4 separate regions of the Mus musculus genome follow, and all the other regions are linked to region 3. The links are chromatin contacts, called in public ChIA-PET and HiChIP or PLAC-seq maps. All regions are on one chromosome and are shown on one strand. The core of a region is the stretch at or near the end of the contact, and the rest is flanking DNA. Distances in the headings are between cores, read along the strand shown.

The links. ChIA-PET counts read pairs in DNA pulled down with a chosen protein or histone mark. HiChIP or PLAC-seq counts read pairs in DNA pulled down with a chosen protein or histone mark.
Region 1: an H3K4me3 HiChIP or PLAC-seq map of the 230-238 cell line shows a contact between it and region 3, with 3 times the contacts expected there. The contact joins two enhancer-like sites. A contact is called at or near these places in 2 of 484 Hi-C or Micro-C datasets (CD8 T cells and pre-pro-B cells) and 2 of 115 datasets of contacts at active chromatin or transcription factors (the 230-238 cell line and memory CD8 T cells).
Region 2: an RNA polymerase II ChIA-PET map of memory CD8 T cells shows a contact between it and region 3, with 18 read pairs. The contact joins two enhancer-like sites. A contact is called at or near these places in 1 of 484 Hi-C or Micro-C datasets (CD4 T cells) and 2 of 115 datasets of contacts at active chromatin or transcription factors (embryonic basal ganglia and memory CD8 T cells).
Region 4: a contact with region 3 is called in an H3K27ac HiChIP or PLAC-seq map of DN3 thymocytes, with 5 times the contacts expected there. The contact joins two enhancer-like sites. A contact is called at or near these places in 1 of 484 Hi-C or Micro-C datasets (bone marrow-derived macrophages) and 3 of 115 datasets of contacts at active chromatin or transcription factors (DN3 thymocytes, bone marrow-derived macrophages and regulatory T cells).

What each region holds. Positions count from the first base shown.
Region 1 is chr8:114,814,178-114,817,379 of GRCm38.p6, reverse strand. All of the region lies in intron 8 of Wwox (WW domain-containing oxidoreductase), which reads right to left. Among named protein-coding and RNA genes, the nearest start is that of Gm16118, 110 kb to the right of the region's middle. Within about 2 kb of position 1,824, at least 88 of the 459 cell types and tissues checked have an H3K27ac peak or open chromatin away from gene starts, as enhancers often do. A contact at or near this core is called in the 230-238 cell line, CD8 T cells and memory CD8 T cells, where this site is marked.
Region 2 is chr8:114,880,544-114,883,586 of GRCm38.p6, reverse strand. All of the region lies in intron 8 of Wwox (WW domain-containing oxidoreductase), which reads right to left. Among named protein-coding and RNA genes, the nearest start is that of Gm39257, 79 kb to the left of the region's middle. Within about 2 kb of position 1,281, at least 79 of the 459 cell types and tissues checked have an H3K27ac peak or open chromatin away from gene starts, as enhancers often do. A contact at or near this core is called in memory CD8 T cells, where this site is marked.
Region 3 is chr8:115,232,483-115,235,932 of GRCm38.p6, reverse strand. The region is part of intron 8 of Wwox (WW domain-containing oxidoreductase); the gene reads right to left. Among named protein-coding and RNA genes, the nearest start is that of Gm39257, 270 kb to the right of the region's middle. Within about 2 kb of position 1,667, at least 74 of the 459 cell types and tissues checked have an H3K27ac peak or open chromatin away from gene starts, as enhancers often do. A contact at or near this core is called in the 230-238 cell line, CD8 T cells, DN3 thymocytes and 2 more, where this site is marked.
Region 4 is chr8:115,512,928-115,516,139 of GRCm38.p6, reverse strand. No RefSeq gene overlaps it. Among named protein-coding and RNA genes, the nearest start is that of Gm39256, 130 kb to the left of the region's middle. Within about 2 kb of position 1,494, at least 18 of the 459 cell types and tissues checked have an H3K27ac peak or open chromatin away from gene starts, as enhancers often do. A contact at or near this core is called in DN3 thymocytes and regulatory T cells, where this site is marked.

The DNA.
Region 1 (3,202 bases), core at 575-3,074, 420 kb after region 3:
AGGCTCCTCTGGGTCCCATGGGGGGGGGGCACACCTAGCGTGAGGAACTTCCAAGCTCAGACTCACTCTTTGGATGCCTCGAGCATTCCCTCCAGGCCCGGCTGCTCCTGTATTGGAATAGAACAAAGGAGAGGCACCTCCCCTCCTGGGTGTGAGTAAAGGGGTGTGGGATGGGTGTATCAGTTTTCATACTGATGTCACCTGGCTGCACTGGGGGTTCAAGCATAATTGTGGGGGAAGGGGTGTTCTAAGATGAAACCGTATCTCAGCAGAGCACTGTGCAAGGCTGACATGGTAGAGGTCACATGCCAGACCTCTCCAGGCTTATTTTTTTTCTCCTGCCTCACATTGTTCTGTGCCTAACCAGCACAGCTGAAAGGGAAACTGGGAGGGTATCTGTGGAAAGCCTGTCTGCTACCACAGGGCTAACAAGTGACAACCACTCACTCGATGGTCCCGGCAATCCTCCATGTCATGATTCCAAGTGGGGAACTCTGTGGCACAGAGAAGACAGCGTGTTGAATTCAGCCATTGAAGAGACCCACCGTGTACACATGGGCTTCTCCCAGGCATTGATCTGTCAGTGCATTTATTCTAAACAGATTTTACATATGCTATCGAAAGCTCCAAACTCGGTGCCCAAGTCACGTAAGTCCCTCTATTTGTGTTCAGACAGCAGCGTCGAGAAAGTGAGGGAGATTCAAACCTCAAAGGGACTTCATCTGTGGGTCGCTGCTGCTTCTCCTGGGGTGTCAAGGGACACGGGTGGGTGGCCTCCGGTAGCAGACGGCAGCCACCTGCTATGACTGAAGAGGAACCTCAAGCCTCAGTCTTGTAGCTTTAAGGGACTAAATTCTGCCAACACCTTGAACGAACGTGGCAGTGGATTTCCCTCCAGTGTCCGCAGACAGGAGTGCAGCTCCAGCTGATGCCCCACGGTCTTCCTGAGGTTCAGAGATGATAACACAGCTATAATGGGCCCTTACTTTCGACCTATAGAACTGCAGCCATTGATATGGGCTAGAGTTGCCAAGTGTATGCTGATTTGTTACACAGGGATGGCGCACACACAAACAGAGCAGAAAGCAAGAACTCCAGCTTAAAGAACCCTAAGTAGAACTTCTCTTCTGCCTTTTTTTTTTTTAAATATTTTTATTAGCTTTCACAATCACTGTTCCTATAGAGCATAAAACCCTAATCGCCACAGCTCTGGTTTTTTTTAGTTAGAAAAGGTTGGTTCCAAAACAATACTTATCACTGTTATTTTCCTTGACAGTGGTGATATGCTAGGCAGGCGTGAGTTCAGGCTAGTAGTAGCTAGTGAAATTCCTTTCCCATGCCAAGTGTTAGATAAAATCAGAAATCAACATCCTCATATACCAACAGTATTGAGGATTTAGGCTACAAAAAGAATATGCTTTCTTCTATGTTACTATGTCCAAAGGATCTCTGCAATGGATATTTGTACGTAAAAATATCATCCCACCTCCTATAATCTGTCAAACTACAGAGAGAAGGGAAAAAGGAGTGGATTTGTAAGTTCCTTCTTATACCCAAAGTATACCAGAGAGAGAGAGAGAGAGAGAGAGAGAGAGAGAGAGAGAGAGAGGGAGAGGGAGAGGGAGAGAGAGAGAGAGAGCACCACTCACTCATTTCTGTGAAGCAATGTAACAGCAAACTCCTGAGATCTGAGTTATTTCAGACAAACAGAAAAATGTAGCTTTGGGAGGAAGCTGGGAACTGGCCCTCCTGCATTAGACTGTAAGCCAGGGCATACACTGAGGAAACAGAGAAGGTTGGGTGAGACTTGTGGTCTATGTCTGTTTGCTCCGGGTCTGTGAGATGGGTGGGGTGAGGACCTTCCTGTTTATGTTCACATGACTAAAGCCCTTAGTTAGAACACCCCATCAAGAAACTCATGCCGGAAGTGGGTTTCCCTCGAGGGGAGCAGTTCAAGAAAGAAAAAAAAAAGGGAAAGCTACGTGGAATACACAAAACGCTCACACATGACTAATTGTGCCTTTTGCTGACCACACTGCTCCCAGAGTCCTTGATTCCTGACATATGTGACAAGTGATGCTAGATCCAAGGTGATGCAAGGGTCCTGGTGAGGAAGGGGAAGTGGGTGAAGTCATTTCCACTCATTCATTGTCTGGAGAATGTCTTCCACAGCTGACGACACTGCTCTTGACACCCACCCCACCATTCTGCTGACAGTCGCACTATTCCTAAACATTCCTGGTGATGATCTTTCCCATGACGGGAGGATCTACAGTAGGCTGGGTCTTGGGAGCCGTCAGGAGACTTTTGCTCTATCTCCTGGCTCCTCCTCTACCACTTTCCTTCTCCCATGCTGGGCTCCTGCCAGACTCAACTGTATCTCTTGGCACACACATGCTCAGGGTGGCAGTGTATGATGCCCAGCAGGCTAGTAAACAGATATCACATGGTCCTATGACTTGAGAGGGTACTGTGGGGACTACAGAGGATGCCAACTTGCCTGACTCAGTCTGGAGGAGGAAGAGGAGGAAAAGGAGGAGGAGGAAGAGGAGGAAGAGGAGGAGAAGGAAGAGGAGGAAGAGGCGGAAGGGGAGGAAGAAGAGGAAAAGGAAGAGGAGGAGGAAGAGGAGAAGAGGAAGAGGAGGAAGAAGAGGAGGAAGAAGAAGAAAGACCTGCAGCTAGCTTTGGATAGAACATTCCAGGCAGAGAGATGCACCAATCCATACAAAGACCTGTTAACAAGACTGAATGTTTAGGAATGGGCAGAGTCAGTGTGTAATCTTCTACTTGGAAAAGCAGTCGATGTGGGTGCTGGTCTTGGGATATTCTCTCTTCTATGTCCTCCCCTCTATCAAACCCAGTACCTCACACATGCTAGCCACCAAGATATAGTCCTCGGCCTTCGTCTATTTCTTACTAGGAACAATTTCTTTCTTTCATTTTTATTGTAATCTGTGGCAACATGTAAATGTGCTGCCAACCTTGAACCGTAAGATAGTGCAAAACAATATGTGTATGACACTGGCCCAATTCTTCTGAAACATGAACGGTGGCTATGGTGGGCACCGAGACTCAAGCCCGGGTCAGGCCAGTCTCTCCTGACTCAAATCACCATGGGCTCAGTACTACTTATACTCTTTGTTATAGCTTACAATTATACTCTCCTGCCTGCACGGTTAAGATGGCACCTAAGATAAATGAA
Region 2 (3,043 bases), core at 32-2,531, 350 kb after region 3:
AAACACCCAAAAAATCCTCTTTTTTGATTTTTCCAATGGCCATAAGGTCCCTGCTCTGCCTTGGCCCTGACCACACAGCTCAATCGGAGAAAACCACTGTGTTTCTGGAACCCAGGGCAACTGTCCTTAGAACTAACAGGAGTTTACTCAGTTTGCTAATGAACCGTCATGTGACCTTGAACAGGATCATGTGAGTATGCTCTCTCTCTCTCTCTCTCTCTCTCTCTCACACACACACACACACACACACACACACACACACACACACACACACATTACCTTTCACAAGCTTTGGTTTTCTCATGTACAGAATGACAGGATAATTCCGACCCCACAGATTTGATGGGAGGGTCCTACAAAATGATCTATGGGGACTGTTGGAACCAGGGCCTCCCATCTGCCACGTTGATGCCCTGCCTGAAGTTCCGTGGGTTGGAGCAGGTGACGACAGAAGGCCTCCAGGGGCCTTGGGGCTCTCAGCTGAACCGGCTCTCGGTTCCCAGTCCCTATTCCACTCCCACCGTACCACCCAATAAACAACAAATACGCACATCGGACAGCAGGCTGGTTCTTCAGCCTCAGTCTGTCTACCACTAAAATGGGTTTTCTATTTAGCCCAGGGCTGCTAGAAGCTGATAAAGGACAAGAAGCCTGCTACAGCAGGAAATTAACTCTCCACCACCTCTCCAGAGGAACTCCAGAGTTCTTTTACAGTCCTTTCACTATGGAGGCGGTGAGTAGGAAGAGAGAGGAAACAAAAAAGCTGCCCAGTTCCAGTTCTGATGCACTTTATTGTAACTGGATTCGCTCCAGTGCCCTGCCCCCCTCCTCCCTCCCCCCTCTCCCCTCCAGCCTGCATTGGGGCACCTGGAAAAGTCATGGCCATCCATCTGGTGTCAAGTGGCACCAATCTCTGCATTCTGTGAGAGTCAATTGCAATTAACAGGGCCATTCAGGAAACGGCAGGTACAGCCCAGACAAAGGCAGCCCAGACAGATCTTATCAGAGCCCAAGGCCGGCAGGACTGTCCCTTTCTGAAGCTGCCTGCCTGGGAGAAAACCCTGGAAGAAAGGAAGGAAGGAAGGAAGGAAGGAAGGAAGGAAGGAAGGAAGGAAGGAAGGAAGGAAGATGGGAAAGGACAGTGAGTCATAAGGAGGAGGCAGCGAGATTCAAGAAAAGCAAGCCAGACTCCAGCAAGCTCTTGGGCTCAGACACTGACAAACCCCAGCCACCAGGGGCCTTCAGCAAGTCACTCCACCCTTGCCAGCCAGCTTCAGAGCTGCAGGTGGCCCATCTATTAATAGGGACTACAAACGGCACCTTCCTCATCTTGAAACTGTCTAGAGGAGACATGCTGAGGGCGGTGTTTACTGTAAAGGATCAGGAGAGCTTGAGAGTGGTGGGAGAGCTCTGGAGAGCGAGCGTGCCTGTGTGTGTGTGTGTGTGTGTGTGTGTGTGTGTATTAGCAGAGCAGGTGTCTTGGAGAGAAGCCACATACCACACAGGCACTGGGTGAGCCTGCTGGATGCCACCTGTTCCACCCTGTCCACTTGGGCCACAGGGAATCCTCTGCCCATGCAGAAGAAAAAAAGCTCTAGAAAGCAGCCAGTCTTCCATTTAGGGAATCTGGTGACTAGCCTGCCTGCACCATCAGGGGGAAGGGGCTGATCGCCATAGGGCAACAAGGAGGATCAGGTAGAATCTGGTGGCAGTGGTAGGCACTCAAGGCATGTGATTCACTTTCTGTCAGCCCACATTCCTCGGTACCCTTCAGGGCCAGGGGAGTAAGCTCAAGCCCAGTAGGTACCTAACTAGGGCCAGAGGAAGAATGGGCCCCCGACCAGGCCTTGGCTCTGACTGCGTGAAGCAGTTATCACAGGGTGGCCTGGAGGTTGAAGGCCTTCTGCACCCTTTTCTGTGGAGAGGGTGGGGCATGTCTTCCCCGTTTTACTTTCCAGGCTAAGTGGCCTGTTCTTGTCACCGTCTGTCGTTGGGCACTTATTTTGCAAGGATGCTTTGAATTTCAGAAATATGGAGTTTTTAAAAATCCACCAATTATCATTTTTCGGTGTGTCTTTGTGTGTAAGAATGTTTGTGTGTGTGTGCACAAGTGCCGGTGCATGTGAACGTCTATGCACATGCATGTGGAGGTCAGAGGTCAATCTTTGGTGCTCATTCTCAGGCCATGAGCCTCCTTTTTCTTCTGAGACAGGGTCTCTCGCTGGCTTTTAACTTGTCTAGTAGGCTAGGCTGGCTGCCCATGATCCCTCTGAGCCTCCTATCCGCACCTCCCTATGCTGCCCTTACAGCCACACCACCCTTGGGTTCTGGATGTCAACCACTGTTTCCCCAGTTTCCATTAATCAGAAAGGTTAAAGGGAGTCTCAGAGCAGGAGTAAAGAGGTTCCCTTCCAGTAAGCAAAAGGAGCTGGGGTGATCGGGTGAGGGGTGGGGGAGGTGGGGGTGGGGGGTGGGGAGCAGCCACCACATTTTCTAACAGGAAGAGAAAGAAACCACAGAAGCAAAACATCATTGAATCGGGAGCCTGTTTATTCCAAAGAACAGGAGCAGAGACTATGCCCCAACTGGATGCCTCTATTGTAATCATCAGCTCTCAGTGTCTGATGCTTAAGCATATTGATATATCAGGTTTGGTGACAAGGTATTTCGTGCTGAGGTTTCTGAGGTGTCTAGTGGAGCCAGTGATGTGTAGTAGGAAGTCAACAACCCTTAGCTCCCTCCTCTTGCATTCTGTGTTATCGAAGCTTTCATCTGAGCTGGAGAGCGGCTGATTGTATCAACAGCAACATGGATTTCATTTAATATCTATCTTCTATTGACATGGAACCACCGACTCTTAATAGCAGGGACCTGTTCGAGGCACCTTAAAATTGCAGCTCGAGTGCAGACTTCTCTCCTAGGACCTCAGGGTGGTGTGCAGGGGGAAGTAGGGACGGGGAACTGTCCACCCACCTTTGCAGTGGCTGGGTGAGTTACAGAATTATATTACCAGTACAATTAGGTCAGGGTTTCCTCTGCATTG
Region 3 (3,450 bases), core at 418-2,917:
CTATTTAGATTTTAATATTGTTAGAGCCTTAATAATGGGCGAGCTAAACATGTGTGTAATGAATCCTATCAGTCACAAACTGATCCTTGCACCCAAGGAAACTAAGAAGAAATCCCTTCTTAAAACACACACACACACACACACACACACACACACAGAGAGAGAGAGAGAGAGAGAGAGAGAGAGAGAGAGAGACAGAGACAGAGAGAGACAGAGAGAGACAGAGAGAGAGAGAGAGAGAGAGAGAGAGAGAACCTGAAAAGGAAGTTATTTGAATTATGCACTCCTTTAAGGAGAAAATGCTATCCCACAAGTGGAGACGTCCACACTGAAAAACAGACGTTGTTCTATCCGAGATTTTCAGTGAGCTGCTCTATCAAATGAGTAAGAGCATTCTTAGGTGGGCACCACTGAGTCAGGCACTAGAAGGTACCTTTCAGGTACTCCTTTGCAAAGGTCAAACATTTCCAGATTGTGCTATGACCTTTTGCCGGGTCATCTCAGGTTCCAGAAGCCAAGATCCTAGATTCCCACAACTCCTGATGTCTTCCCTCATGAAGATAGACCTACAGTGGGGAACAAAGAACTGTGCTCCTGAACCTATGGAAGAGCACAAATGTGATTCCAGACAGAAGCCTACTACTGAGGCCACAGTGAGCGTACAAATCAGTGTGTGCCTGAAAGCAGGAGATGAGGGGTTGAATGGGATTCGACGAGTTCTGCCATTGTTTTGTTATAGTGGGAGAAAATTCAAGTTCGAGGGCAGCATATTACAGAAATGATAAGCTGACATTTGGCACAACCAAATAAGACCTTAGGGAGCTCTTAGTGTATAACTGGGAACAATCCACAGCCCGTTCAAGACTTTCAGAGCAAGCAGTGGCCAGGACTCCTGAATCCTGAGGTCCACTGATGCACACGCCCCAGAACTTTGGTACTTGGTGGCTCCCTGCTCCACTATACTCTGCCTCTGCCTCTGTTTGCAGCAACTTCCCACAGAAAAGGTTCCTTCGCACAGCCTCTAGAGTGAGCTTCTAGTTTTTAGCACAGACTTCTGAATGGTTGAGAGCACTTCTCATTCCCAGACATGATTTTTTTATTTGTTTTCTCCTTTCCCAACTAAAAGAAAGTGCATTCCCCAAACCTCCACCCTGCCTCAAGGGTTTTGTCTAGCTGTTCCTTACTGAATATGATCTTGAATAAACACATATTAATGATCGAAGGGATGGGTGGGTGGATGGATGGATGATAGATGGATGGATGGATGGATGGATGGATGGATGGATGATGGATGGATGGATGGATGGTTGGGCTAGATGACCATGAACTGTGGTGTATGCCTCTAGACACCTGTGTACTATTTTATAGCAGAGAGAGAGAGAGAGAGAGAGAGAGAGAGAGAGAGAGAGAGGGAGGAATGTGTAAGGACAGCCTCCCATGAGGCTAGACTCATACCCTGACCCTGGCCCACTCAGACCCACCAAGTTAAGAAATAGCTCTTGATGTGCCTTCCAGTAACATTAATTGTTGGTCATAAAACTTCAAAGCAACAGATATTTATAGCTTGATTAGAGCCCTCTTTTTCCACAGACCCTCACCACAGCACTTTCCAGCTCAGTTCCCATGAGTGTACTGAAAACAGCCTCCTGCCCACTTCCTGTCGAAGCCAGTTCCTTAACCGCCCAGGTCCTGAGGCTGGCTGCCCCCTCCCTTTTGTTCCAGCGTGCAGTCTTTCGGTTTCTCTTGGGTTTTCTCGGTTGGTTTCTTACTTTTTTTAAAAATTTCTTCACTCCTTTTCTCAGGCACCCAGATCCCCTGCTGAACCACCCCCAGAGTCGGCATGTCAACAGGGGCCATCCAGTGAGTGCACGATGGTGCCCTTCTCAAAACAGCCTTCCAGGGGAAAACATGCTTTTTCTGTGAAGTTTCTCAGGGTCCTCCAGACTAAAATGGATAATGGGTTCACTCTTCCTGGAAGCTTGAGAGACCGGAAAAATACTGAGCTAGTGCGACAATTCAAAGATCCTAGCCAGAGGCAACCCCTAGTTTGAGTATAGAAAGGTGGAGTCCTACCATCGAGTGAGTGTGCTTGTGTGCCCTACCTTGCGTGTGTGTGAACTTCCAATGTCATTCTTTAGGCACTCATATATTCATGCTGTTTGGGAGTTTATTTTGTTGGGGGTGGGAGTGGGGGCTTTGTTTTGAGGCTGGGTCTCTCACTGAGTCCTGGGGCTCTTCAATTCTTCTATGCTAACCCACAAGCTCCAAGGATCCATTGGCCTCCACCTCCTCAACTTGGGACCATAAGCATCTGTCACCATCCCTGGCATTTTTTTTAAAAGCATGGGTCCTGAGATCAAATGCAGGTCTCCATGCTTACAAGGCATACTCTACAGATAGGGAAAGGGTCAGAAGCTAGAGAGATGGCTGGCTCAGAAGTTAAAAGTGCACACTGCTCTTGCAGAGGACCTGAGTTCGGCTCCCAGCAGCCACTGCAGGCAGCTCACAACCACCTGTAACTCCAGCTCCGGGAGTTCCATTGTCTCTGGCCTCTGAGAACACCTGTGCACACGTGCCTATCTCCCATAGGCATACATGTTGTTAGAAATAAAACAATTTAAGGTTAATAAGTCTGCTAGGCAGCTAGAACATGACAGAGACATCTCCTGTCTTCACCTTCCAGATGACTTCCTGAAAACGCGATTTTTGTGTGCACCTTGTACATTGAATTTTAGAAGGGTATGGGGGTGCCAAGCTAATTGGACTTGATCCCCTGGCTGATAGTGGTTATGTTCAGGATATGTTGAGTTCATCATGCTCGCTCCCCAAGTTTAGCATTAGGAAGAAAAGTAAACTGAAAAGCTACACAACACAGGGTCTCCTTTGAAGGGGGAAGGTAAACTGTGTGCCCATTCAGCTTTAAAAGGGAGCCTCATGGGCCTTCATTGCTGTCACTGTTCATTGGGGGGATTGTGGTGAATTCTCTTTGAATGTTGGGAGTTCAGCAGAGGGTAATCTCAGCAGCCCACAAGAGATACTAATTGTGGTGATTAATAAGTATTGTGTGGTTCTAAACATGGGCCACATGTTAGAGAAGTGATATACCCACAATTGGAGGACCCTCTCTGTAGATATTATCATCTGAGAAAAATGGAAACTAGAGTGGTCTCCACGAGACTGGGCTAGAAAAACAAAAACCCTTTTACTTTCGAAAAGAAACCCCCAGAGACAACACTGCATCCCTTGGTCTGATTCTGTAGCATCTACATAGGCTCAGAGGATGTTGGTGGCCTTGAGGTCAGCCTCTTCTTCAGTCTCTGATGGAAAGTGTTGCTGCTCATCAACCAGGCTTGCTCTGAGACCACACCCCAGTGCTTGGCTTACCCTGCCTTTGTTTCATGTGGACCTAAGACTCTAGGGGATAAGGGTATCAACTCAAATACAAGTCTA
Region 4 (3,212 bases), core at 245-2,744, 280 kb before region 3:
GGATGGGAAATGACAGAAGCAAACTAATGTAAAGGAAGCAAGCCCTGATAGGGTCTCTCCCATCCTCCCATCCTTTCTACATAGATTTCCTGCCAGGGGACACTGAGCAAAGGGAATGAATGCTCTACCCTTGAGGTTGGAGCAGACAGTGGTCCTGGAGAGGAGGAGAAGAACAAAGAATAATCACTTCCTGGAAGACGGTCTTTTAATTGTTCTCTTAAGAGAAGGCAGGGGCTGCCAGGGGAGGGCCAGTGCACAGTTATTGGGGTGTCCCCTATGGTTCAACCCATTGAGAAGCAGAGGAAATCCCCAGCCTCAGGCAAAGACTACAGCAGGAAAAGTTCTGAGCCTTCTTGGAGCCGATGCCTGGGAGGTAGCTTCAGAACCGTGGGCCTGCCAGGGTGGAGTAGGGGAAGGTTGTTTTCATTCTTCTTTATCTTCATTCCATCTGTGGCAGTTACTTAGCATGGGTGGCTTAGGGTGAGCATCGGGCAAGCGCTCCTGTCCCCATGCACAGACCCCACTAAACTTGCATCCCACATCACTGTAAAATCCTCCTCAGTGAATATTGTAAAGCCTGCCTGGGCTAACCACATAGCTTAAGTGAGGTCATATATGAAACCCTGTAACCAGGATAGGTAGGTAACTAATGAGCCTCCGTTTATCCACTTCCTTCTTTCTCCTCCTTCTTCTCTTCCTCTCTTTCCCATTCTCCTCTTCGTCCTCCTTCATCTCCCCCTTTCTTCCTTCTTCTCCTCTTCCACATCTTCCTACTTTTCCTCCTCCTTATCCTTGGCCTGCCCTCCTCTTCCTCCTCCCCACCTTTCTTCCTCCGCCTCTTCCTCTTTCTCCTTCCCATCTTTCTCTTCTTCCTCCTCCCCATACTCCAATTTGCTCTCTTCCTTCTATTCTTTCTCCTCCTCCTTTTCCTTCCCTACTTCTTTCTTTTCCCTGTCCTTCCCCTCCTCTCCTCCTCCTCCTCCTCATCTTTCTCTTCCTCTCTCATAGCCTCTTCAATTTCCTCCTTCTCTTTCTCTTCTTTCTGTCCTCCTCTCTTTTCTTCTTCCCCTCTCCTCTCCCTCCTCCCCCTCCCCTCCTCCTCCTCCTCCTCCTCCTTCTTCTTCTCTGTTCTTCCCCATCCCTTTCCTTCTCTCTATCCCTATACTCTCTTCTCTCCCATCTTTCCTCTCTCTTCTTTCTCCCCTTCCCCATTCTGCCTATCTTCCCTTTATTATTTCTCAAGTTGCCTTTGCTTCGTGGCTGGGAGACAGGGACACATTAGCTTTGCCATGAACCCTAGGGAACTAAGTGATACAAGGTGCTTTGACCCAAGAGCCCTTCCTGGAGGTGGAAGGTGCCTGGGAACAAGGGGCCCCCCTAGGGACTGGAGGGGAGCTGCACCTGGAGAGTGGGTGAGCCCACATTCAGGGCACCCCATTTTACTCTATGCCCTACTTTCTTCGTGGTCTAACCACATATGTTTCCTTCAATCTCATATTTGAAAAATCTGCCCCTGGTTTTCATACCATTTCCTGCCATCTCTTCGCTGTAATCTCAACTGCCACAATATAAGACCTTAGAAAAAAATTGGCAAGAAAGCTGTCCTGGCTGAGCCAGTTGCCTGTGTCTTTTGATGATCATGGGGCAAGTGGTGTGCCCCTCAGCATGTGCTGCATTGTAAGGACAATGACAGAGATAGCACAATGACCACAGTAGATTCACCGACTCACTGGGCATCCTTCAAAATGTTCTGCATCTCTTATTCCATTCTGCTACCTGAAGAAGAAGAAGAAGCTGGGGGCAGAGAGACACTAGGCAGATCATTCAAACAGGGTTTCAGGGCCAGAATTGAAACCCAGTTGGCTCAAGAACGGGGACACAGAGTAATGAGCAGCCCTAGTGGAACTTGACACTTTTCCTCAGCTAAGCCACAGAGAACAAGAAGGGAGAGGCAAAAGTCATTGCTAAGCTGAAACCCAGCAGCAGCACCTGGGCAATGCAGAACAAATGCAGTTCCCAAGATCTGAGGCACAGTAGCCCAGAAATGCCCTCCTGATAATAATCTCTGGACTTTTTAGAGTAAGCAAACCCTTCACTCTTCCAACCTGGAACAGCCTCAAGTCCTGCTTATCAGATGTCCATACGGAACAAGGACAGCTCATTTCTTTGGACCTGTCCTATCTCCCAGATCTGCAGGCCGTTTTTAAACCTGGCATCTGGCTCCGGGTTTCTAAAGGTGAGGCAGCTCCATAGCCAAGTTTCAGAAATCTACAACTCAGAGCAGCGAGCACCACTCCAGAGTCCCTACACCAGCTCCAGGCCAGGGTTTTCATAATTGGTTTTCAGAACAGCCTGTCCATGATGTGTAATTGTTAGCAGTTGTAAAAAGATAACTCACATTTTTTAAAAGCTTAAAGCTTGCTCTGTGCAGATAAAAACTGTGACAAATTATATTCCGAAATATCATAAAAGTAGAGAGAGACATGTTAATAACCAAAGGTGGCATTTCATTTAGAGGTCAGCCAGAGCTATTAAAGTACTCCGGAATCTCCAGCTTTGGCAGTTGCGATTTGACCAAATCACTTATCTCCTCCGGACCATACCTAAGCATCTCCCTCAGTAAAAAAAAAATAATAATAACAATAATAATAATCCACAGACAGTAATGCGGGAGGTCAGGGAAAGTGGTCGAGAAAAGCAATATGGCCCAAATAAACCCAGCTCCCAGCTAGAATCCGCCAAGGCCACAGTGCTTCAGTACACACTGTATCTCCTCACATTCCACATTAAGGGGTGTGCTCATATGCATGCCCATTAACAACCAAGTTCAGATGTGTGTGTGTGTGTCTGTGCACACACACACACACACACACAGGTGCACATACTTATATGCCGTATGAAGTAGGCAGTTAAAGAATATTCTGGAAACATGGGACAGCTGTACAGAGACAAGCCAACCTAAACTGATATGGGATAGAGAGGATATCTCATTTTCCCAAACTGAAAAAATCTTTTTTCTTCTTAGACAGAAGCAGGGTCAGAAGGAGGTGTCGAGGGTTTTGAAGCAGTAGTTGTAGATAGCATGAATGAGTACTGGGTACTAATTATTTGAAAATCAAATGAGCTGAGCTGTGGACTGGACTCTCATATGGCCAGAATGTAATGGTCCACACAGGTTCATTAGTTTGGTCCCCAGCTTATGGTTGTGTTTT